Regions from separate parts of the Mus musculus genome. Here regions 2, 3 and 4 are each linked to region 1. Evidence: chromatin contacts called from public HiChIP or PLAC-seq data. All regions are on one chromosome and are shown on one strand. Each heading gives the region's core, a stretch centred on a gene start, on an enhancer-like site or on the middle of the called end of the contact. The rest is flanking DNA. Distances are from core to core; before and after follow the strand shown. Region 1 overlaps Gm973 (predicted gene 973). Region 2 overlaps Flacc1 (flagellum associated containing coiled-coil domains 1). Region 3 overlaps Trak2 (trafficking protein, kinesin binding 2). Region 4 holds the start of Stradb (STE20-related kinase adaptor beta).

What was found. HiChIP or PLAC-seq counts read pairs in DNA pulled down with a chosen protein or histone mark.
Region 2: a contact with region 1 is called in a FOXA1 HiChIP or PLAC-seq map of pancreatic cancer cells. The contact joins two enhancer-like sites. A contact is called at or near these places in 1 of 115 datasets of contacts at active chromatin or transcription factors (pancreatic cancer cells) and 1 of 9 other capture datasets (adipose tissue).
Region 3: a contact with region 1 is called in an H3K27ac HiChIP or PLAC-seq map of extraembryonic endoderm stem cells, with 3 times the contacts expected there. The contact joins two enhancer-like sites. A contact is called at or near these places in 2 of 115 datasets of contacts at active chromatin or transcription factors (embryonic stem cells and extraembryonic endoderm stem cells) and 1 of 9 other capture datasets (embryonic stem cells).
Region 4: a contact with region 1 is called in an H3K27ac HiChIP or PLAC-seq map of extraembryonic endoderm stem cells, with 7 times the contacts expected there. The contact joins the promoter of Stradb here to the enhancer-like site in region 1. A contact is called at or near these places in 1 of 115 datasets of contacts at active chromatin or transcription factors (extraembryonic endoderm stem cells) and 2 of 9 other capture datasets (embryonic stem cells and macrophages).

What each region holds. Positions count from the first base shown.
Region 1 is chr1:59,579,054-59,582,012 of GRCm38.p6, forward strand. The region is part of intron 9 of Gm973 (predicted gene 973); the gene reads left to right. Among named protein-coding and RNA genes, the nearest start is that of Gm39648, 16 kb to the right of the region's middle. Within about 2 kb of position 1,493, at least 62 of the 459 cell types and tissues checked have an H3K27ac peak or open chromatin away from gene starts, as enhancers often do. A contact at or near this core is called in extraembryonic endoderm stem cells and pancreatic cancer cells, where this site is marked.
Region 2 is chr1:58,676,580-58,679,538 of GRCm38.p6, forward strand. It overlaps Flacc1 (flagellum associated containing coiled-coil domains 1), which reads right to left. Exons shown (of 15, transcript NM_175370.5): 6 at 1,707-1,800; 7 at 1-11. Among named protein-coding and RNA genes, the nearest start is that of Flacc1, 18 kb to the right of the region's middle. Within about 2 kb of position 1,397, at least 27 of the 459 cell types and tissues checked have an H3K27ac peak or open chromatin away from gene starts, as enhancers often do. A contact at or near this core is called in pancreatic cancer cells, where this site is marked.
Region 3 is chr1:58,949,964-58,952,922 of GRCm38.p6, forward strand. The region is part of intron 1 of Trak2 (trafficking protein, kinesin binding 2); the gene reads right to left. Among named protein-coding and RNA genes, the nearest start is that of Trak2, 22 kb to the right of the region's middle. Within about 2 kb of position 1,513, at least 146 of the 459 cell types and tissues checked have an H3K27ac peak or open chromatin away from gene starts, as enhancers often do. A contact at or near this core is called in extraembryonic endoderm stem cells, where this site is marked.
Region 4 is chr1:58,972,086-58,975,044 of GRCm38.p6, forward strand. It overlaps Stradb (STE20-related kinase adaptor beta), which reads left to right and starts at 1,437. Exons shown (of 12, transcript NM_172656.6): 1 at 1,437-1,765. It overlaps Trak2 (trafficking protein, kinesin binding 2), which reads right to left and starts at 1,397. Exons shown (of 16, transcript NM_172406.3): 1 at 1,152-1,397.

The DNA of each region.
Region 1 (2,959 bases), core at 243-2,742:
ACCAACAGGCATCTTGGGTCTTGGTCTCCTGCATTCAACAAACAGACTTGAAATTTATTACACCACCCCATAGGTCATAAGCATCCTGAGTCACATCATATAAAATATTTTTAGACATTTTTAAGGGAAGGTCAGCTGCACTGCCGTCTCCTTCCTTTTATAGTTACGTTTACCCTGGGAAGAATTTTTTTTTAATAATCTGGAATTTGCATTTTCCATTTATGACCAAAATACAAAACCTTGAAGGTACCAGGGCTGACCCAGGGGCTTTCTCTTACTGGCTTCTTCTGGGGCCAGCAAGGCCCTGCACAAAGCTGTTGAAGGCAAAGGCACTCTGAGGTCTGTGTAACAGCAGATACATCACCTGCCTGGCGATGACCCTGCGGGATAGGAAGGAAATTCTATGACAGCAGTCTGGTGATCAAAGGGTGTGCTCTTGAGAAATGGAGTGTGGAAAAAGGCCCTGAACAGATTTCAAGAGGCTCCTGCCAGCACCTCCAACAGCTTCTACCCTGGTAACCATTTGGCCACTTGGGAGCCTGCAGGGCCAGTGTTTACCAAGGCCAGACACGCACTCAGGAAGAAGGAGCCAGGTGGCCCACCTGTCCTGATAAGGCGGTTCCTTGGAGTTCGGTTTCTATTCTGCTCCCAGATGGGTCCCATCAGAGTTTCCCCCACTCTGGAAAATAAGTCTGAAGCAGTAGAAGTAAATATAATTGTATTTCATTTTTATTTAAAGCAGAGATTTGGGGATTAAACATTGTCAACGCAGATTTAAATAGAAGGAAATCTAAAGGTGCCAAGCTCCATGCTAAAATCAGATGCTCTCTCTACCTTCCAATGCCTGGGTGTTTGGTGAAGAACGCCATGACTCGGAGAAGGCAGAAGGGGCTGAGAATAAAATCCGTCTAGGCAGGGTTACCTCTGAATAGCCTGGTTATCTAGAGAGGAACGCTATCTTCTCACTAAAAGCCAGTGGTTAGATTAATGGGAGCATTTGAAAAATCTGTTCAGTCTTGCTGGTGGGCAGCCAGGGAGAGAGTGTTTTCTGTTTATCTCTATAGTGGCAGACATGTTCATCACAGAAAGGCTGTGTGCGATTTCAAGCAGCCGGGAAGTAGAGCTGAAGTAGTATGAGGTCTTTGGTTGTGCACACCAGCTCCTGAAACAGGGAGAAGCCCTCCCCACCCCCATTGACAGACAATGGCCTGGGTTGCACAAGAGGTAGATCTTCCCTTGTTGCTCTAGAAGGGAGTTTTATCACCATCCCCATTCCCCCCCCCCCCCACACACACCCATTGCTTTATCGCACAGGAATGCAGCTGGAGTCTCAGCCCCTCCTTGACAGCACAGACCTCAGTAAATTACCAAGGTCTTGACCCAAGAGATGAGAAGCCCTAAGTGATTTTTCAGCCTCCTATCTAAGGACGTGTTTACATTTCTTGAACTCTGGCTGACTGACTCATTCTCCTGCTGTTGCAAGAACTTTCCTTATGCATCAGGATTTATACATTTCATTCCTGAAAGACCCAGGGTCCTTTCCAAGCCACTGTGCAGTGAACCTCATCACAACACAATTCTGCTGAGTGGCTCTGTCCGGAGGATGGGTCCCACCCGGCCAGGCGAGTGTGAGCGAGGCTGAGAGGCAGTGTAGTGTGGAAGGAAAGCACAAGACACAGCTCAGGACATCTGGGGTCTGGGTTCCACTCCCGCTATGTTAAGGTGTAGGCTTGAAGCTACAGAAACCCAGTCTCAGAACCTCAGTTCCCCCCCCCCACCTGACTTAAACTTAAGAAGTGTTTTAAGTTTATGCAGGAGCCATTCTCAAACAAATCAGGAAGAAAACACTGGCCGAGGAAACACAGAAAAAAGAAGAGCCTGTAAGAGATAGATACTGTCTTAGAATCAAAAATAATAAGGAGGTGGCTGGAGAGATGGCTCCAAGGTTAAGAGCACCGGCTGCTCTTCCAGAGGTTCTGAGTTCAATTCCCAGCAACCACATATGGTGGTTCATCTATAATGGGATCAGATGCCCTCTTCTGGCACAAAGGCATACATGCAGTCAGAACATTGTACATATAACAATTAAATAAATCTTTAAAAAAGAAAAACAAAACAAAAAAGAACCGAGAGTACAGCATGTCATGTGGAGCCACTGATGAGTGTTGAGAAGAAGAAGTCTCAGAAAGAGACTAAAATCTACATCAGCAAAGCCATAGGCACAGCTAAATTTCATTCCCCAAATAATCATCGATTCATGAGCATTACCATTACCGTTGAACCATGGAGTTCCAGTCCACAGATTCAATCCTTCCACAAAACGTTACCAATTGGAAGCTGGGTATGGTGGCACGTGCCTATACGTACAGCACTTGGGAGATAAAAGAAGGAGGATCAGGAATTCAAGGTCATCCTTGGCCTTGAGTTTGAGGCCAGCCTGTGCTACATGAGACCCTGTCTCAAAAAATAACAAAATGGAGGGTGCAGGGGGTGGAGAATGCTCAGTTAGGAGCACTTGCTGCTCTTATGGAGGAACCAAGTTCAGTTCCCAGCACCCACATCAGATGGTTCACACCTGCCTGTAACTCCAGCTCCAGAAGAATGAGACAGTCTTCTGCCTCTGTGGGCTCCTGCATCCACAGACACAGACCCATCAGCATTGGCACATGCACACGTTGTTTCAAAATTAAGGAAATTGTAAAAATATCTCCATCAGTTGCATGGCCAGTTGTGCCTCTGGGGTCTTAGCTTGCACAGCTGTGGCAGATTTGCAGGCTAATGCCACGCTGGCTCATGTGGAGGGTGCCATCATGTCCCACAGACACAATGGCCATTGCCTCTCTCTGCTACATCATATTCATTCTCTCTCTCTCTCTCTCTCTCTCTCTCTCTCTCTCTCTCCATCTCCTATTTGGCCTCCACCTCTGAGGAGCAGGGGAAATCTCTAATCTCTCCCTGA
Region 2 (2,959 bases), core at 147-2,646, 900 kb before region 1:
TCTTTGGAGAGCTAGAAATGAGGCCAACGTTAACAGCCAAGCATTCAGAGCCCCAGCCCGCTCTTATCTATATACGCGAAGCCCCTCCGTTCTGAGGGGATGCCCCTCTCAGTCTCTCCTGGGCATGTTCTGCAGTGCACAGGACACACACATAGCAGAGGGACTACTGACTGTCCTCTCCCTAGTCAGTGCATCATGCGGGTAATGCACGGCCACCATTTTGTTGCTACTTTGTCATTGGGTCTGGTTCCTTCTGTCATTTCATCCTAATACTGTAACCTCTGGGCTCTTTCACCTTTGGGAATCACTTATTTAGCGAGAGACTTGACTGGAAGAGTCAAAAAGAACCAACAATCAGACTGTGGACACATCAAAGGGCTACGTGTGGCCACACAGTCCCTCCTCTTCCCTCCTTGCCCTCTGCCAGGGAATCAGCCATCTTGGCTGCAGGCCCCTCCTCCACATTGTGGACCTGGATTCTTCCTCAGAGTCCCAGCATGCGGAGGCAACGGGGCATCAACTCCTCAGAGTCTCTGCTAGGAGACTGTCTGTCTTTCTGTCTGTCTGTCCGTGGTGTTACTAACTTTTCCTAAAAACTTCTTATACCCCATCTCGGTGTCATCCTGGATTCTGCACAGAGACCTTTCAAAGGTTAGAATATTTTCAACACCCCCACTTCCACTTGCAAAAAAGACAGTCGCTAAAGTTGTGTGGTGCAGGGCTTGTGGTGGTGAGTCAAAATGTGAGGTTGCCTGAAGCCCCACCACCTTCCACAAGCTTCCTCAAGCTTCAGATTTCTTTTGTAGAAGACATCAGCCCAGCTGAGGTGGGGAAGGTCTAAGCCTGGTCACGAACCAGCCCGTGACTGTAAGATTCAGACAGCCTAAGGTTAATCAGCATGAGAGGCTGCTGTGGGAAGGCAGAGCCTCACGGTTCCCTTCAGGAACACCAGGGGGTACTTTCTGAGCATGGCTATGGTCTGTTACTCCAGCCCTGGTCACATGCCTGAGCTGGGGAAGAAAGGCTCAAAACTGGAACTGGTGACCAAAATGCTAAAAATGTCACCTGTTAAGAATGCATCAAGAGGGGCTGGAAAGATGGCTCAGAGGCTAGGAGCACTGGCTGCTCTTCCAGAGATCCTGAGCTCAATTCCCAGCAGAACCATTATAGATGCCTCATAACCCTCTATAATGAGATCTGGTGCCCTCTTCTGGCCTGTGGGTGTACATGCAGGCATAATTATATATATATATACATAAACATACATATGCATCCAGACTAAATGGACTCCAGTTGATTCTGAAGAATGGGCTCTGGGACCTTCATAGTAACAGAGGGTGGGCCCTAGGGCTTCCTAGAAGGTTTTCCAAGACACAGGAGGCATCTTCCATGCCGGGGTCATTAGCAATAGCCTGGCAACCTCTGAAGCCTGCGGATCTCATGACAGTGTTAGCAGTGTAGAAGAGACAGTGTTACCATGCACACACCCAAAGGCACCTGGAACCCCAGGAATGCAATGTCTTTCAGTTTTTACAGAGATGGATGAGGATGGAGGAGGGAAGGTACTGCTCACTGCACACTATGCCGAGTCTGGCGCTTGGATACCACGCTTCAGTACGGTGGTGATCCGCCTGCCATGTTACCTGGCACTTGGGTAATCTGAATGTATTAGCCATGAGGGTGTGGCTGATACAAGGGTCACTCACCAGTTTCAGGGCAGACTGCTGGTCTCTGTTCATCTGTTCTATTATTGCCATCAACTCAGCAATTTGCTCCTGAAGGTCAGAAATGATATCAGTCCTGTGGGACAAACACTCTATCACCAAGAGAGCTTGTTGTTAGTCACACCAGCCAGGCCCCCAGACTGCCTGACTCTGGTCTGTTTGTGTCTTCTCCACGACTAAGGCATGGGGATGCAGTGGTCGATAAGGCGTTTCATAGTAGAGTGTTTGGACCTGGCATCTAGCCCTGAAGGTAATTAAGCTGGAAGTGATGTGGGCTGTGTGGTGTCCCACTGAGCAGAAGAGAAATAACAATGTGTTGGACACTTACCAGAGTGTGGTTATCAATAGTCGAACTCAAGAGGTCAGAGGATTAGGAAATGAGGAAGTGTGGGGAGACTCATGCTGACAGGCACCAGTAGACAAGGACTGCCTGAGGATGCGGCTAAGAGGAGGTGCAAATGAATATGTGTGTGCAAACATGTCTGCACTCCCAACACTCAAGAACAGGGTAGTAGTGTCCTGCTTGGGTTATACAGCAACATAGTGCTTCAAAACAACAACAACAACAACCAAATAAAACAAAAATGTGTGTGTGTGTGTACAAACATGGAAGACAGGGATCAATTTTAAGTGTCTTCCTCTGTTACTCTCCACTCATTTTATGAGACAGGTTTTCTCACTGAACCTAGAACTAATGTTTCAACTCATTCAGCTGGCTAATGAGCCCCAGAGATTCTCTGCTGTCTTTCAGTGCTAGGATTATGGGCATGTGTCACCATGTCCAGATTTTTACAAGGATGCTAGAGATAAGAACAAGCTTGATCTGTTGAACATCTTCCAGATCTTTGGAACAATAGCTCTTTTCTTGCTTGCTTTTTGTTTTCAATACAGGGTCTTTCTACATAGTTCTGGCTGTCCTGAAACTTGCTATACAGATCAGGATGGTCTTTAACTCACAGAGATCAACCCCTACACTCACCCCCAGTACAGGGTTAACAGTGTGTGCCCACTGTGGCTTCAGAACAGTAGTTCTTACAGCAGACAAAGGCTGGAAAGAGGAGACACTGGGAGAGCTCTCCAGTGATGTAGTAAGGAGAGGCCTGACTAGAAGACATGAATGAGGGTTTTAGGAAGTAGAAACGAGATGTGTGGATGGATATGAGTGTAACGTCGGAGGATAGAAAAAAGAGGCAGGGCTTCTGAGAAAGCAGATGGTGGTTACTTAACAGTAGAAC
Region 3 (2,959 bases), core at 263-2,762, 630 kb before region 1:
TAAATGACTGGAAGAAAAAAAAACCCTATACGATGTAAAAACAAGACAATTTAGTTTTCAGTGTGTATTTTTAGAATACTGTTCATTGATTGCATTCATAATTCTTGACAGCTTAGAAACTGTAGTAATTGTGCCATTGACTGTACATACATAGTTAGCAAGATATTAGGCTATCACACACACACACACAAATTTGATACTTGACAAAAAAAGCTTCCTAACCCTTGATCAATATTAAAATAATTCAGTCATCAAAATACTATTATGTAAGACTAAGTGTTCCAAGATCAATTTCTGAAAGCTAGGTTTCCTTTCTTTAAATCAATCAATCTATCTATCTATCTATCTATCTACCTATCTATCTATTCATTTATTTGGTTTTTTTTTTCAAGACAGGGTTTCTCTGTGTAGCCCTGGCTACTGGAACTCCTGGAACTCACTCTATAGACCAGACTGGCCTCGAACTCAGATATCCGCCTGTCTCTGCCTCCCGTACACTACCACTGCCTGGCCCCTAGGTTTCCTTTTACATTTATATACTTGTAATTAGACTAAAGGAACAGACTTCTACTCTCTACATCCATTAAATGTATTTAAAAGTTACTTTCAATTTCTAGGAAGAACTTTTTGAGAGTGTAAGTTACAAGCTTGCCTGTGAAGGAAGGGCACTGGGTAGTGAGGAGGAAGGGAAATGAGAAATGAAGGATCTCTAACTGGTCCAGGATCCTTTAACAGAGCTATGTTTTTTCTTCTTCAAATCATGACTTGATCAAGACCACTGTGAAAACTCTAACTGTAACTGAAGCCGGCTGCTGTCACTCTGTAACATGCCAGTTGCTTTATTCTTACACTCATGCTGTCATTATGCCCCCTTCCCCCCAATTCTACTGAAGATGTTATTTGCAGTGTTCCTGGCTTACTCTGAACTCACTACACTGTGGGTAAGGATGACCCTGAGCTTTTCATCATCCTGATTCCATGTCCTGGAATTACAGGTATGAGCTACCACACTTTTCATTTCTTTCTTTATTCCTTTTTGCACACCCCCCTACACACACACACAAAGGCATGTATGAGTGTTCTGTCTGCGTGCATGTCTGTGCACTATGTGCATGCCTGGTCTCTGACAAAGTCAAAGAGGGCATCAGATCCCTTGAAACTGAAGTTCCTGACAGCTGTGAACCTCCATGCTGGGGATTGTAGCCAGGTACTTTGAAGAGCAGCCAATGCCCTTAACCTCTGAGCCATTTTGCTTTTTTTTATATTTCTACATATCACTTAAGAATACAAAAGTTTATATACAGGTTTTCATTATGGGTTGCAGACCTGTGTTGTAGAGATTACTGTTTAACTCTGGAGTTTGTGGGTGATTTGTTCTCAACACTTGTATAAAAGAGTAGAGTAAACTGGAGTGAACACAGAACTAAGCCCATGGTGAGAGTCATGCAGAAAGAATGCAGCCCTCCAGGGCGATCCGGGAGCCTGCACGTGGCACACCAGGTCAGGGGTGATTTAGCAATGCAGCGTTTTCCTGGGAACGCAGCAGAACACGCCCCGATTAACTTCTTAGCAAGGGCAGTTCAGAGTGACAGAATGACTGCAGTACTGTTTATGTACCTTGATGTTAGAGCTGGAATTTTACTCTGATTTACTGTGATTCTGACCTGTGCTCATTATTTAGTATTTCTGAATCTTATTTTAATTATTTTGCCAAGATGGGGGTATTTACAAATAAGTGGGATCAGATATTGAGACTAAATACAAAATAAAAATCCCTAGTTGGGCAACTGAGACACTCAAATGCTCACTGTCTCTAGCTTTTCTCTATCCCTTAAACCTGAGGAAAAGTGTCTCTCTCTGAAGGTCCTGCATGTCTGCAAACAGAACTGGTACATCTGAAGATCAGCTGAGTAATCTTCCATCTGAAAGAGGCAAGGACCAAAAGGACCCAACAAATGACCTAAGGCTGGCCACTGGGATTATCACTAGAGTTCACGCCCCATGGACTTGCAGGAAGCTTGTTAGTAAAGGCAAATCTCACAAGTCCACAGCATGCCAGCGAACTGCCTAAGTGTTCCCTGATGCTCTAACTTAATGCTTACCCACCATCAACATGTGACCTTCCAGTTGTGGAGGTCAGAGGCAGGAACCAGCTCCACTGCTTGGTACCAAGGTGTCACCGAGGCCGTGCTCCAGTGAAAAGCTTAGTCCCTTGCTTTCTAGCTGCTGCAGCTGCTTCTCTTGGCTCTGGGCCTCTTCTACTATCCTGAAGGCCAGCAGCATGGCACCCGGGAGCCTCCTCCTCTGCTTCTATTGTCACACTACTGGCTGTTTTTCCTTATAAGGAACCTATAATCAATGTTTAAGCTCAACTGGATAACCCAAGATAAACTTCTCAAGATAGAGACTGCAAAGTCCCTCTGCCTCAGGTAACATTCACAGGTTCCAAGAACTTAGATCTTGATGGCTGTGACTCAGGTGGCCACACTGGCTCAGAATACAAATCTCAGAGCCAATACTTACTGGTTGTATGACCTGCCCTCTCTTCCCTCATGCATCCCCAAGGGGTAGAACTCAGATGACAGGCTTGGGGAGGGGAGCACGTGTTCTTTCCAGCTAAGCCATCTCACAGCCCTGGAATTCTGCACAAACTACTTTACCGTGTTTCTTCATCTGTGAAATGGGCTTAATAACAGGATCGACTTCCCTGGCTTTGCGATGAGGATTAAGGGAGTTATGAGAGCAGCAGCCTCAGAGGGTCCCTGGGGCAGTCACACAGCAGCTGCAGTTGGTATGCTATTACTGTTTCCACCACCACCAATGGAACAACAGAAAGGCTTAGCATCCATGGCTCAATGGCATCTCTCTCAACATAAGAAGTCATGCTTCCTAGCTGTCCTCTGACAGTGAATCGGTCTGGGGACAGCCATTTTCTTCCTTTCATTTCTGGGGAACAGGA
Region 4 (2,959 bases), core at 187-2,686, 610 kb before region 1:
AGTCAAGGAATGATGGAGCGAGTACTAGCAAACTATGAAAATTCTTCTTAACCATTCTTTTAACCTGGTTCATAACTTTGAGGCAAAGCAGGTATGGGTGTAAATCTCGACTTGATACAGAAAGTCTCCAGTGCAACTAGTGAGCAATGTGCGTGGTTAGGTGAACCGTGTACATCATCACATCAGTAAAAATGGGTATGGGTAAGAGCACTGTCTTTCACATAGGTATGTATGTGCTGGTTAAACATCTGAGGCTTGCCAGATACTACCTAATTTTAAAAATAGAAAGCTGGAGAGTGGCCGAGATGATAAAGTGCCTTTAATTTTGCCCTTTCCCACCACCAAATGTCCTTCACAATTCGTTTTCAAGTGTCACCACCATTAATATGCTATTTGGAGCTCACTGTAGCTCAGACTTTTAACAGGACAGCAAAGATTTGAAAGGTCACAAACATTTTTACTAAGGTAGAGCAAGAACTCTGAGTCTAGCTCATTTTGTTCAGTGGTCCTTACATAAGCTAAGTGAATTTCCAGCGAAATATTACCATCTTTCCTGATGCAGAAAAAGATGCATAAGCAGGTAATTGACTTCACTGCCATAATTGTGATTTAAAAAAAAAAAAAAGTGTCTGGGACTCAGAAGTGCTGGCACTGGAAAACACAACTGCCAATATTCATTCTTTTTGCTTCAACCAAAAGTCTTTCTGTCTGTCTGTCTTCCTTATTTCTTTTAAAAAGACATGTGGCGTTTGGTTCCAAATCAATTACAAATAAAAGCCCAATAAAGAAAGAGCTCTTTCTAGTGTCCTTTCCTCCCATTTGCATCACAGATGGCCACCGAGAGCTTAAGGTTTAACGTCCAGACACTAAAGCCACTCATCCTAAAACGACAGAGCTCCAGATGGACTCTGTCTGGCAAAGGATGGGAAGCTGCCAATCTTCAGAGGTGCAGATAGGGTGAATCCCGGAGGCTACCGCCCAGTTCCCATCAGTTTGCACCCACACTTGGGAAACATCCCTTTCCCATCTCGGGGCGGAATCCTTCCGTGAGTGACCTCTGGGGACCAGAGGGACGCGGGACAGGAAGGCTTCTCTGCCTTTGAGAGAAGTTGACAAGGGCAAGTTCGAATCGCACGCGGGAGCTTACTCACGGGAATGGCCCGGCGTCCTCGCTCTTCCGCCCACACTCGCTCAGGAAGAAGCCCCTAATGCGCGGCAGCCTGAGAGCAGCATCTGAAGCAGCCGCCGCCGCCACCGAGCTAACCCCCCCGGGCGTGGCAGGAACTGGCAGGCGCTCTCACATCATCACCGGGCGACCTTGGAGCTGCAGTGACGCCGGTTCAATGGCAGCCCCCACCCAGCTAGGGAAGCTAAAAAGGAGACCCACTCTCCCAACAGGCTTTGCGGCCCTAGCGCAAAGCCTTCTGGGAACTGTAGTTTGCTTTCCGTCCCGCCTACAGCTCGAGGGCCCCGCCTCCTCACTCCAGAGCTAGAAGCTGGAGGCGCGGTGGGGCGGAGCGGCGGGCCCCGACCCCGCTGGGGTGGGGCGAATCCCGTCCCGGCCGGTTGCCCCGGGCTAGGGCAGAAGTCCAGGCCGACCGGCCTTCTCCAGGCCGTGCTGCACTTCTGTGCCTTGAGGCTCACCCTGGAAGCCGGCCTAGTGTTTTCGCCTCGCCCCTTCGCGAGGCAGGTCCCGGGGCTCGCGCGTGTCGCCTCCCCTCAGCGCCCGCTGTCTGGAGAGTCGCTGGCCTTGGTCACCGCCTAGGTAATGAGGGGAGGCAGGCCAGCACGGGATGGTGTGGGGACCCGGGGAGCGACAGGGAACGCAGGTCGGTAGGTGCACAGCGGAAGGCTACAAGGCCAGTCCTCGCCTCCGCTCCTTACCGGAGTTGACACGGCCGGCCGAGCAGCCGCTGGAGTCTGCGGGACGCCGGCTCCCGCTCTCTGTCTCTGTGCCAGCGCACGGGGGGGCCGGGGCTCCCGGGTGCCCAGCAGCGGTGCCAGGTGCAGGAACCCAGCTACCGCCGCCCCGCTCCCCCAGCTCTTACCTTTGGTAGCGCACACAGGCCTGGCGACTTCCCAAGCTGAAGACACTCTGGCCCCAGACCTGTCTGCTCAGAGACGTCGAAGGGACCTTTTTCCAAATTAAATGTCCAGGCTTCGTTTTGTCTTCAGTGTTTACATTTGATGTCTTGTTTTCCCCTCGTGGGTTTGTTATGTCAAATACCTTTCCTCCAAACTTGATCATGATTTGTGACAGCACCTGCATAGCACAGTGCTTGGCACTCCGTAAATATTTGTTGAAACCATGAGTCATGATACTAAGTTTGGAAAATTGGATTAAGCTGTGTGCTTCGCTATGATCTTTGTTAAGGTTTTATGAGATTTCAAGATCACCTTGAGAATTACTGTAATTTTGAAGCCTAACAAAGAGTATTGGTAGGTTTTTTGTTTTTGTCGGCATTTCCTGTAACAGTAGACCATTGAATACCTCGATTAACGCAAAACCCAAGTCTTGTAAATACATAGCCCCTCTGGTGTCCATTTAAAGTGTTAACCTTTCAAATGAAAGGCCTGGGTATGACTTCTATATTATGCAACAAATTAGATTATTTATAAAGCTTTATTGTGGTTAGCTTTTTAGGTACAATTGCAAGGGACTACACTGAAGTACTCATCATTATGTTTAGGAATACAGGTTTCTTAAATATATATATATATATATATATATACATATACATATATATATATACACATATATATATACATACACACACACACATATATATATACATATATATGCACACATTTATGAGTAAATACATACACACATATTTTAAAGATGGGGTCTCACTATGTTGGTATCCCTAGATGGCTTAGAACTCACAAAGATCAGCCTGCGTCTGCCTCTGCCTCCTGAATGCTGGAATTAAAGGCATGTTCCACCAAGCCTCAGCAA